Linked DNA regions of Macaca mulatta: regions 1 and 3 are each linked to region 2. Evidence: chromatin contacts called from public Hi-C data. All regions are on one chromosome and are shown on one strand. Each heading gives the region's core, a stretch centred on a gene start, on an enhancer-like site or on the middle of the called end of the contact. The rest is flanking DNA. Distances are from core to core; before and after follow the strand shown.

Evidence for each region. Hi-C and Micro-C count contacts between places; a contact is called where the count stands out from the background.
Region 1: a contact with region 2 is called in a Hi-C map of liver, with 5 times the contacts expected there. The contact joins the promoter of MRPS16 here to the promoter of ECD in region 2. A contact is called at or near these places in 4 of 14 Hi-C or Micro-C datasets (CD4 T cells, blood, fetal cortex germinal zone and 1 more).
Region 3: a Hi-C map of liver shows a contact between it and region 2, with 2.3 times the contacts expected there. The contact joins the promoter of LOC144331145 here to the promoter of ECD in region 2. A contact is called at or near these places in 4 of 14 Hi-C or Micro-C datasets (CD4 T cells, blood, fetal cortex germinal zone and 1 more).

Annotation. Positions count from the first base shown.
Region 1 is chr9:76,302,206-76,305,296 of T2T-MMU8v2.0, forward strand. It overlaps MRPS16 (mitochondrial ribosomal protein S16), which reads left to right and starts at 1,370. Exons shown (of 3, transcript NM_001257904.1): 1 at 1,370-1,457; 2 at 1,912-2,172; 3 at 2,937-3,091. The coding sequence starts at 1,445. The coding sequence ends at 3,076. It overlaps CFAP70 (cilia and flagella associated protein 70), which reads left to right. Exons shown (of 27, transcript XM_077946625.1): 27 at 1-161.
Region 2 is chr9:76,394,254-76,397,733 of T2T-MMU8v2.0, forward strand. ECD (ecdysoneless cell cycle regulator) reads left to right here and starts at 2,105. Exons shown (of 14, transcript NM_001261188.1): 1 at 2,105-2,311. FAM149B1 (family with sequence similarity 149 member B1) reads right to left here and starts at 1,953. Exons shown (of 14, transcript NM_001261753.1): 1 at 1,792-1,953. The coding sequence starts at 1,838.
Region 3 is chr9:76,466,422-76,469,777 of T2T-MMU8v2.0, forward strand. It overlaps LOC144331145, which reads right to left and starts at 1,905. Exons shown (of 2, transcript XM_077946629.1): 1 at 1,141-1,905. The coding sequence starts at 1,540. All of the region lies in intron 1 of P4HA1 (prolyl 4-hydroxylase subunit alpha 1), which reads left to right.

The DNA.
Region 1 (3,091 bases), core at 120-2,619, 93 kb before region 2:
CCCAGAGAGTTTCACCATATCAAGTCTGCAGCTGGAGAATGAAAGAATCTTCACCATAAACAGAGACCCATTCATTTATTTCCATTGGCTGTGTTACTGGATGTTTTACTGGTTGACAAGAAACTGGGTCACAATAAAAAACGAAGATATGAAACTCAAAATTCATCAGTGTGGTTCTGGAGTTAACGTATACTGAATTATATGTAGGTATTTAGTTATATAAATAACTATAGTGTAATTGCTATAATTATATGGCATATATATACATATAATAAAATTAAGGTATAATGGGGTCATTATTAGGGTTTCTGATGAAAGCTTATTGGATCACTCCTGGAGGAAGTCTGGTGCTAAGGTCTCTGGCCAGGTTCAGTTAACTGAAATACAAGAATTAAGGCATCATTTTCAAAGGTGGCCCTGGAGGAAGACTGCTATGCTGGGTCACTGTATTAGGGCAAAGAGCATGTTAGCCCTTTGGAACTAACAATAAACGAAAAAAGCTGAATAGAGAGGTCTTTGCTGAAGGTGGAGCTATTGACACCTTCTCACTACTGACACCTTCTCACAGGCATCTTCATGGATCTAAACCACTAGGGCTCCAAGGAGACACCATTTCCCTCATCACTGAGGCCATATTCTAGGGCTACAGATGTTTAAAAAAAAAAAAAAAAAATTATACTTCACCTCTGCCCTGGATCACAGCACGGCAAAAGCAGGAATAACCTCTCCTTTATTTTTTAAGGTGTGATTGCCTCGACAGGGGTGGGATGACAATAGGAGGAAAGGTGAGAGGTAAATTAGTTTTAGTTAACGAGAAGGATAAAGTAAACTCTAGTCACTTATAATCCTTCTTCTAGTCTCAGCCCTGACACTACCTCCTCTGTGAAGTCTTCCTCAGCAAGCATTAAGTCTGCCTTCTCTGCTCGCTCTCCTTGCACTGAGTACTATTGATCGCCCTAGTTTCTCCGCTGTCATCTCACGGTCTCCCCAGCGGACTGTGAGCTCCACGAGGAAAGGACAGCGCCCTTTAGTATTTGCCTTCTCAGCGTTGCGCCTGGGCAGCAACGCCTGCAAGATGGATGGATGGTGTAGCATTTCTCTTGGAGCGCCTGGGATTCGCCCAAAACTTCTGACTCCAGCAGAGACTCAGAAGCCTGAGAGGGATCGCACCGTCACGCCCACAAGACACCAGGAGAAACGTCTCTTTTGCAGCAGTTTAAGGTACGTTAGGGGTCACCGTGTTGCATTGTGGGAAGTGTAGGGCGGCAAGCGGAAGAGGCGGGGCGAGTGGACCATCCGCTTCCGGAGTCAAGGTTTTCGGGGTTTGGACGTCTAGGTGGTGCGGCCTGCAGTTTGTTTCTGTCTGTCTTCTGCCTTGCTAAGGCCGTAGAGCTGGTGCGTGCGGGTAGCGGGGCGCTCCGAGGAGCCGTATGCCGGCGGCGCCATGGTCCACCTCAGTGAGTCATCGGGTCCCCGCGAGACGTACCGGGCGGTCACGGGGCTCGGGAGTTCGGGGCCGGGTCGGGCGGTGCTCTCCCAGGCGCGATGGAGGCAACCCGAACCTGAAGCAGCCACACTGCCTTACATTTGATCCTCCTCTCAGTTTTTTCCCCACTTAATCACCTGTGAAAAATTTCCACCCCACTGAAGCAGCTAAGGTTCGCACAAGGTCACAGAGCCTAGTGAATGGGAAGCCCATGCCGAGTGGGTTTGGGTATGAGGAGGAGGTCATTGCTGGCTGGAGTGGCCAAGAGGGGTTTCACAAAGAAGAATAGCATCTAAACTGAATTGACAGGAATAGATTGGAAGTGAGACATTTCAGTGGAAAAAGGGAACTGTGCTGTCTGTGTCATTTTGCCCTTTCTGTGCTGTTTTTTTTTTTGTGTATCCTAACCACCTGTTTTTCTACAGGTCCTCTCCTCTACAAGTCCTACCGTGGGGGCCACTTAACCATCCGCCTTGCCCTGGGTGGCTGCACCAACCGGCCCTTCTACCGCATTGTGGTTGCTCACAACAAGTGTCCCAGGGATGGCCGTTTCGTAGAGCAGCTGGGATCCTATGATCCATTGCCCAACAGTCATGGAGAAAAAATCGTTGCCCTCAACCTAGACAGGATCTGTCATTGGATTGGCTGCGGGGCCCACCTCACTAAGCCTATGGAAAAGCTTCTGGGTAACTCAGTTCTGGTCTTACCTTATTGAGGGGATTTTAAACTGAAGTCAGCTCCAGGACAGTGGGTATAAGAATGATTTTTGGCGGGGCATGGTGGCTCATGCGTGTAATCTCAGCATTTTGGGAGGCTGAGGCGGGTGGATCACTTAAGGTCAAGAGTTCGAGACCAGCCTGGCCAACGTGGTGAAACCTCGTCTCTACTAAAAAAAAAAAATTAGCTGGGCGTGGTGGCACACGCCTGTAGTCCCAGCTGTTGGGGAGGCTGAGGCAGGAGAATCACTTGAACCCAGGAGTCGGAGGTTGCAGTGAGCCAAGAGCGCATCACTGCTCTCCAGTCTGGGCAACAGAGGGAGATTCCATCTCAAAGAAAAAAAAAGAATTATTTTCGTTCCCTCTACACTGCTCAGGACTGAAGTGGAAGCTGAAGTTGTGATCTAATTGGCATTTTGAATCTGGAGGCCCCTTTTGTGGACTCCTTTGTAAGACTTTTTGGGTGACTGGTATTTTATGCTAAAAATGGGAATAGTATGTTTTGAATGGTCATCTGTCAGTTTATCTTTTTTAAAGTAAGGGGAATATTATTAGGAAGTAGACATCCACTGTCTCCTTGCCGGGGAGAAGCAGTACAGAGTTTGGCAAGTGAGGAGCATGGTTTGCATCCATGCACTGGGTCAGATCTCAGACCTCAGTTCTGTGAGACAGAGTTCCTAGGGAAGCATTGGCTTATACGGTGTTATAATAAGTGAAAAATCTGTTGCTTTTAGGTCTTGCTGGCTTTTTCCCTCTGCATCCTATGATGATCACAAATGCTGAGAGACTGCGAAGGAAACGGGCATGTGAAGTCCTCTTAGCTTCTCAGAAAACAGATGCAGAAGCTACAGATACAGAGGCTACAGAAACATAAGTGAGCTGACTTTAG
Region 2 (3,480 bases), core at 855-3,354:
TGTATGTGTATGATAATTAACAATATTTAATCAATACATTTAATTAAATTTAATTAGTTAATATTTAATACATATTAACGCTTAATAGTTAATTAATATATTTATGGTTGCTAAAATTACATAGCTAAATGAAGAGAAAAAGTTAATATTTAATTAATAAATTCACTTATAGTTAATATGTAATTAATATATTTATGGTTGCTAAAATTATATAGTTCCATGAAGGAAAAAAAATTGAAATTTGGGGTTAAAACCCAAGCTCAACTCCTGAGTTTTTTGGCTATATAATCTTAAAATGTGTAACATTTCTGATATAATTTCACCTCCTGAGAGGCTGAAGATAATCATACTCATTTTACAGAGTTGTTAAGAAGATCAAAAAGTGAAGTCAGCTGGGCATGGTGGCTCAAGCCAGCACTTTGGGGGGCCAAGGTGTGAGAATTGTTCGAGTCCAGGAGTTTGAGACCAGCCTGGGCAACATAGTGAGACCCTGTCTCTACCAAAAAAAAATTTTGTTTAAATTAGCCAGTTGTGGTGGTGTGCACCTGTAGTCCCAACTACTCGGGAGGCTACATTGTGAGGATCATCTGAGCCTATAGGTGGAGGCTGCAGTGAGCAAGGATTGCACCACTGCCCTCCAGCCTGGACAACAGAGCAAGACCATGTCTCCAAAAAAAAAAAATAAATAAAGTGAAGGCCCTTTTGGAAGTGTAAAGCATTAATAAATGTTTGACACTATTATTACTTTCTAAATTATTATACAACACTTTAATCAGGGTAAGGGATGGATCTTTTTTATTATTTATTTATTTATTTATTTATTTATTTATTTAGAGACAGAGTTTCACTCGTCACCCAGGCTGGAGTGCGATGGCGTGATCTCCGCTCACTGCAACCTCTGCCTCTCAGGTTCAAGTGATTCTCCTGCCTCAGCCTCCCAAGTAGCTGGGATTACAGGCGCCTGCCACCACGCCTGGCCAATTTTTTTTTTTGTATTTTTAGTAGAGATGGGGTTTCGCCATGTTGGCCAGGGTGGTCTCGAACTCCTGGCCTCAAATGATCCGCCCGCCTCAGCCTCCCAAGGTGCTGGGATTACAAGTGTGAGCCACAGCGCCCGGCCGTGGGGGTGGATCTTTTTAAAGCCAGAAATATTTGCTCTCTAAAGTCTCAAAAGCAAAACTGATCTTTATGGATTCTGGTGCTTAATTGCAGAGGTGGGGAGGCAGTATGTGTGATGGTTATGACCACAGGCTTCAGCATCAGATCGACATCAGGTTTGTACCTCTCAGCTCTACCACCTTCAAGCTGTGTGATCTTTGGCATGCTACAACCTTTAATTCTGGGATCTTTATCTGTAGAATGTGCAAAATAATGTTCCCAAACTGATATCATTGATAGGAGTGAGCAAATGTATGTAAATAGCTTTGCACAGTGTCAAGTGAGCACTTTCCTGGAGCCCTCAGGAACTAAGCCTTAATAGCTTAGTTATTAAGCTATTAATAACTTCTCGAGCTATCGTGGCCATTAACAATGGGACCTGAAGCACTGCGGATGCTACAAATGCTTCAGCGGACCCAGTGCCTGAGTTCAGGAATTACAGACCAAGGGCGACACGCCCTCAGCTGGAGATGGAGGAAGAAGGGGCAGCGTCCAGCAGGGCAGAGAGGAGAGAATTCCGAAGAAAAATCTCTCCCTAGCCCTGGGAAAGGAAAGGAACGAAGGACTGGTCAAGGAGGGTCCCCAGAGCGCCCGCGGCCCGCCCCGGCTGGGGTGGCTGAGCAGTCCACTCACAGCTCCAAGCTCTGTGGCACCGTCTTCCTACTGTATCTGGAGATCATCCTCCTCCTCCTCCTCCTCCTCAGCCGCGGCCGGGGCGGGCACGCCAGGGTGGGGGCCTCCGGGCCTGGCCCTCCCGCCAGCTCCGGCCCGGCCCCCTCCCGCCACCTACCGGCCCCGTCTTGCCCCGTCGCCTAGACTCCGAGCCGCCACCTCCCCAGTGTCCCCACCTCTCCAGTTCTCCGACCTCCCCGCCTTGCCGCGGGGGCGGAAGTGACGAAGGCACCCGGGCACCCGCAGAATGCTCTCACCGACGCACAGCAGTGACGACACACAAGGTTCCGGGGACTGAGCGGGTTTCAGGCTTTCAGGATTTCTGCTGGCCACAGGTCCCGGGCAGGCGTCGGGACAGAGCCTGATCTAGGCTTCGGCGGCCTGTGGCAGCTCTCGATCAGCTCTCGATCAGCTCTCGGAGTCGGAGAGGCGGCTAAGGAAAGGTGCCACAGCAGAGACGCGCAGGAGAGGCCCTGGAACCGTAAGATAAATTGGCTTCATTTTGTTAGATGGCAGGAGGGAGCCTAGACCGGATAAGGAGCACTAGACTCCAAGTCAAGCCCCTGCTGCTTAGTCGCTTCTCTTTCTGTGCTCTGGGTTTTCTCATATGTACAGTGAGGCATTCACCTGAGTAGTGATCATAGAGTCCCTTCAAGTTCTGACACCAAATTCTGCATGATGAGGTGTGTTTGGCGTTATGGGGTGAATGGGTAAAATTACTGTCTGTCCCTCTGCGTTGAAAGGCAAAATGATGATTTGGCCAGACTGTGGTGAGTGGGTGTCTGGACAGAAGAAGTAGGTTCCTTATGAATCTCTTAGAAAGCTGAGTAAGATTGGAATCGTGGAGTTAGGGTGGTGCATCCACCGCGGTTCCTTCCTTTACCAAGCATCACCTGGCAGCAAGAATAAACTAGTACTCTTATTTAGGAAAACCCTTAGAAAATTAAGAGATAAGTAAGGAAAACCCCTAGGAAATTAAGAAATATCAATGTGACCTCCGTCAAAATACCAATGACATTCTTCACAGTCATAGAAAAAAGATCCTAAAATTTATATGGAACCACAAAAGACCCAGAATAGCCAAAGCTATCCTGAGCAAAAAGAACAAAACTGGAAGAATCACATTACCTGACTTCAGATTATACAACAGAGTTATAGTAACTAAAACAGCAGGGCACTGGCATAAAAAGAGGAACAGAATAGAGAACCCAGAAACAAATCCATATGTCTGCAGTGAATTCATTTTCAACAAAGGTACCAAAAACATACATTGGTGAAAAGATAGTCTCTTCAATAAATGGTACTGGGAAAACTGATACCCATATGCAGAAGAATGAAACTAGACCCACTACCTCCCACCATATACAAAAATCAAGTCAAAATGGATTAGAGACTTAAATCTAAGCCCTAAAACTATGAAACTACTAAAAGGAAATATTGGGGAAACTCTCTAGGACATTGGAGTGGGCAAAGATTTCCTGAGTAATACCCCACAAACAGAGGCAACCAAAACAAAAATGGACAAATGGGAGCACATCAAGTTAAAAAGCTTCTACACAGCAAAGGAATTAATCGACAAAGTGAAGAGAGAACCCACAGAATGGGAGAACATATTTGCAAATTACCCATCTGACAAGGAATTAATAACCA
Region 3 (3,356 bases), core at 655-3,154, 72 kb after region 2:
CATTTCTGCAAATCTCCTCAGTGGGCTAATAGAAGATTCTCATATCCACGTCTGCGTTCAATCTGTTGCAATATCACAGACATGTAGTCTCTGGAAGACCTCACTGTATTGTTACTAGAGTGAAAAAGGCAAATGAAGTCTTAGTATGAAAATAATTTTGACCTTATGGATTCCCTGACTATACTTTCAGAAGTAATGATTCAGATATAATGATTTAGACATCATTATATCTACTTTTTAGTTGCCTCGTGCTCCCGAAGTACCCTCTCTCTCTTTCTGTAGCTACGTAATCAACCTCACCTCCTGCATTTAAGAGTCAAATGTTAATTATTGCTATACTTTTTAGCATACATGGAAAACTTTAGAAACCACAATTCTTAATGAATAACAAGTCTTAGCAACTCATTTTTCTGTTTCACTGACAAGGGAAAAATTATCTCCTTCATTGTATTCTCCCTCATAGTACAGGGAGATATAAAGAAACCCTTGGTTTGGGGTTACTTTATAACTAAGGCAAATGTTAGACTAAGATCAAACGCAACATTGGGTGCCTTATATAAATTAATGTTACTGGAGAATCTAATATTTACCAAGTCATTTCTGTGTGTGAGGCACGTACCTCATTTTATTCTCACAAGAAGCTTACGAGATGGATAGTATCGTCATTCCTATTTTACAGATGAGTAAACGGATACGGAGACGTTGTTAACGCCTAGTGTTACACACAGGACTGAGGCAGGATTTGAATTCAGATAACCTGACCCTGGAGCTCTCAGTCTATTATCTACTGATAAGGTATAAAGGTAGGAGATAGAGCAAGGTTAGTATAAAATGAGTGCTGAGATGTGAGAGGGAGTTTAGCAAAGCAAAAAGCCTTTAGGGACAAGACAGCTGAGCTACCAAGACAGAATCTCTATTATTTTCCACCCTATAAAAATTCTTCTTTAGTTTCTACACTCCCACGTTCCTCTTCTCAATTTTAAGATACTTTATGGCTGGTGGCCTCGTCGCTTAGGCCTGACGCGGACCCTGAAATCAAAGAGGCAAACTGAACAGGAGCGGGGAAACCCCGTGGTAACTACGGTAACGCTGGCGGGGCGAGAACCCTGCGCAGGCGCGTTACATCCCAGGCCCGCTTACCCACACCACGGCGGCCGGTCCCACCCACTCCTCTCAGCCTCAGACTCCACGGGCCGGCCACGGGTGGGGGCAGCAGGGAGGCCCGAGCTTGGCGCCTGCGCAGTCGCCGGAGCGCCGGTGTGATCGAGCTCACGTAGCGAGGGCTGCAGTCGCCTCCTCCCTGGCGCTGCCGTCGCGGCCTAGAGGTTATAAAAGGGCTAACGGGCTCCCTCTGCTGCCCAGTTGCGCCGCCAGCGGGCTGAGGGCAGGAAGTAGCCGCTCCGAGTGGAGGCAACAGGGGACTGAAGAGCGCGCCGCCCTCCTGTCCCACTTTCCAGGTGAGACGCTCCCTCGACCCGGGAGACTGAGGCTGAGGCCACTGGGCAGCCGTGGACCTTTTTGGACAGCTGCGGCGATCCATTCCTCCCAGCTGTGGTGGGACTTCTGGGCCGGGGGTTCCTCAGGTTACCACAGCAGCCTCGGTACCTTCCCCTCGGGAGACTCGGCCCCTCTCCCTGCGCCACGCGACTCCCGGCGACCTTGCTCCTTCGTGCCCCCCTTTCCACCTCCGTCCTCAGTGCGCCTCGGACCGCTTGGGCTGCTGCAGCCTCAGTCCCCGCCCCAGGGACCAGGACTTTCTTGAATTTTCCTTCCCGGGGAGGAATCACCCTGTTGATTTTTTTTTTTTTCCAAGTTTCCCTGCACCTGGTCCTCCCTAACGAGGCTAAGGGGAATGCGAGCGCGGGGCGTGGGTTTTTGACCGCCACAGCCGCAGATGGTTCGCAAGTGGCGGTGGAGAGCGGATTTTAAGGCTTGGAGCTGAATCCGAAACGCGCCAGGCATTTTTGCCCTATCGAAAGTCGCCGGGAGCTGGGGGGACCTCCCCAGAAAGTTCCGGCTGAACTCATCTGTTGCGCGCAGCGGTGCAGTATTAGCAGCCAGACGTAGCCCGGGGCGCCGAGTTTTGTGCTCCTAGCACCGAGGAAGTAGGCTCTCGGGTCACCTCGTCGTCAGGGAAGCTTCCTTCCCTCTTCTTCCCCACAACTTTTTAAAAAAAGAGATAAGAGCTCTTCTCTCAGTCTCTGTCTCTGTGTCTCTCTGGCTCTGTCTCCCGAGAATTTGCAGCTTTTAAAAGTCCACATCAGTCCAACAAATTACATGGTTGTGTGAGGATTTTGAGTTGGATTACATGGCTGGCCCCCGGATGTATGTTTCAATGGGGAGGAAGGATGGTATGATAACTATGAGTCTCTTTCTCCTAAATAATCTAATCTGTTGAATACAAATTCAATGTTTAGATGCTAACATCTTATGCGTTCCGGATTGAGTGAAGACTCTTGGAATTTTGCACTGTTTTCTTTAAAAAAAGGGTTAAAGAAGCAGCTAGATGCTCTTGTAGGAATTGATCTAAAAGGCCAAAGAGACTTGCCAATTTCCACTTAACTGTTTCTGGTTTCTCCGAGAGCGGTGGTTCTTGGACTTTCCCTTGGAATGCACTCGGAGGGGATGAAATAGCCACTACGTGAAGTGGGGGAGGGGCAAAGACGTGGCAGCAGTGTTCTTTCATCAATTTTTTACTCTCCTTTTTTTAAAGTTCTGGTTAGAAACGTATTTCCCCTTTTAGGTTTAGACATAGCTTATGAATGAGGCTTGTCTTTTCCTAAAATAATCAGATGAAAAATTCAGTCTGCAAAGCAGGAACATTGGAAGTTAATTTAAACATTTAAAGGGATTTTTAAAATCAAGTTTCTATGGAGAAAATGGGTATCCTAAGAGGATGTATTCAAGAAGCTGAACGTGAACAACCTCAACTATATTTTGTTTTGATTTGAAATGTGAATACACACCCCGTGATTTTTTTTTTAATCTTGTGAGCGTAATTTAAGAATCTGAAACGTGAACTTCAAATTTTGCCTTTTTCTTTATGTGGGAAACAGAGATTTTATCACTTACCTTTAATAAAAGTCATAGTCAGTTTTGGTTTTGAGACGTTGTGCCTTAAGTCCTGCCATTGTTTTTGATAGCTGATGGCAAATGCCTCTTAGATTTACATAGACTAACTAGGAAAAGGATCATTTCTCTTTTAAATGGGTAGTGCTGTTTTTATTGACATTTTGAAATGAGTTTCATTTTGAAGTACTGAAAACCAGGACTTTGGTAGAAGGATAATTACATTGACCATTTTGTGTTTTGGTAACTTAGATGGTAAAACAGATGAAAAATGTGTACAACTTTTA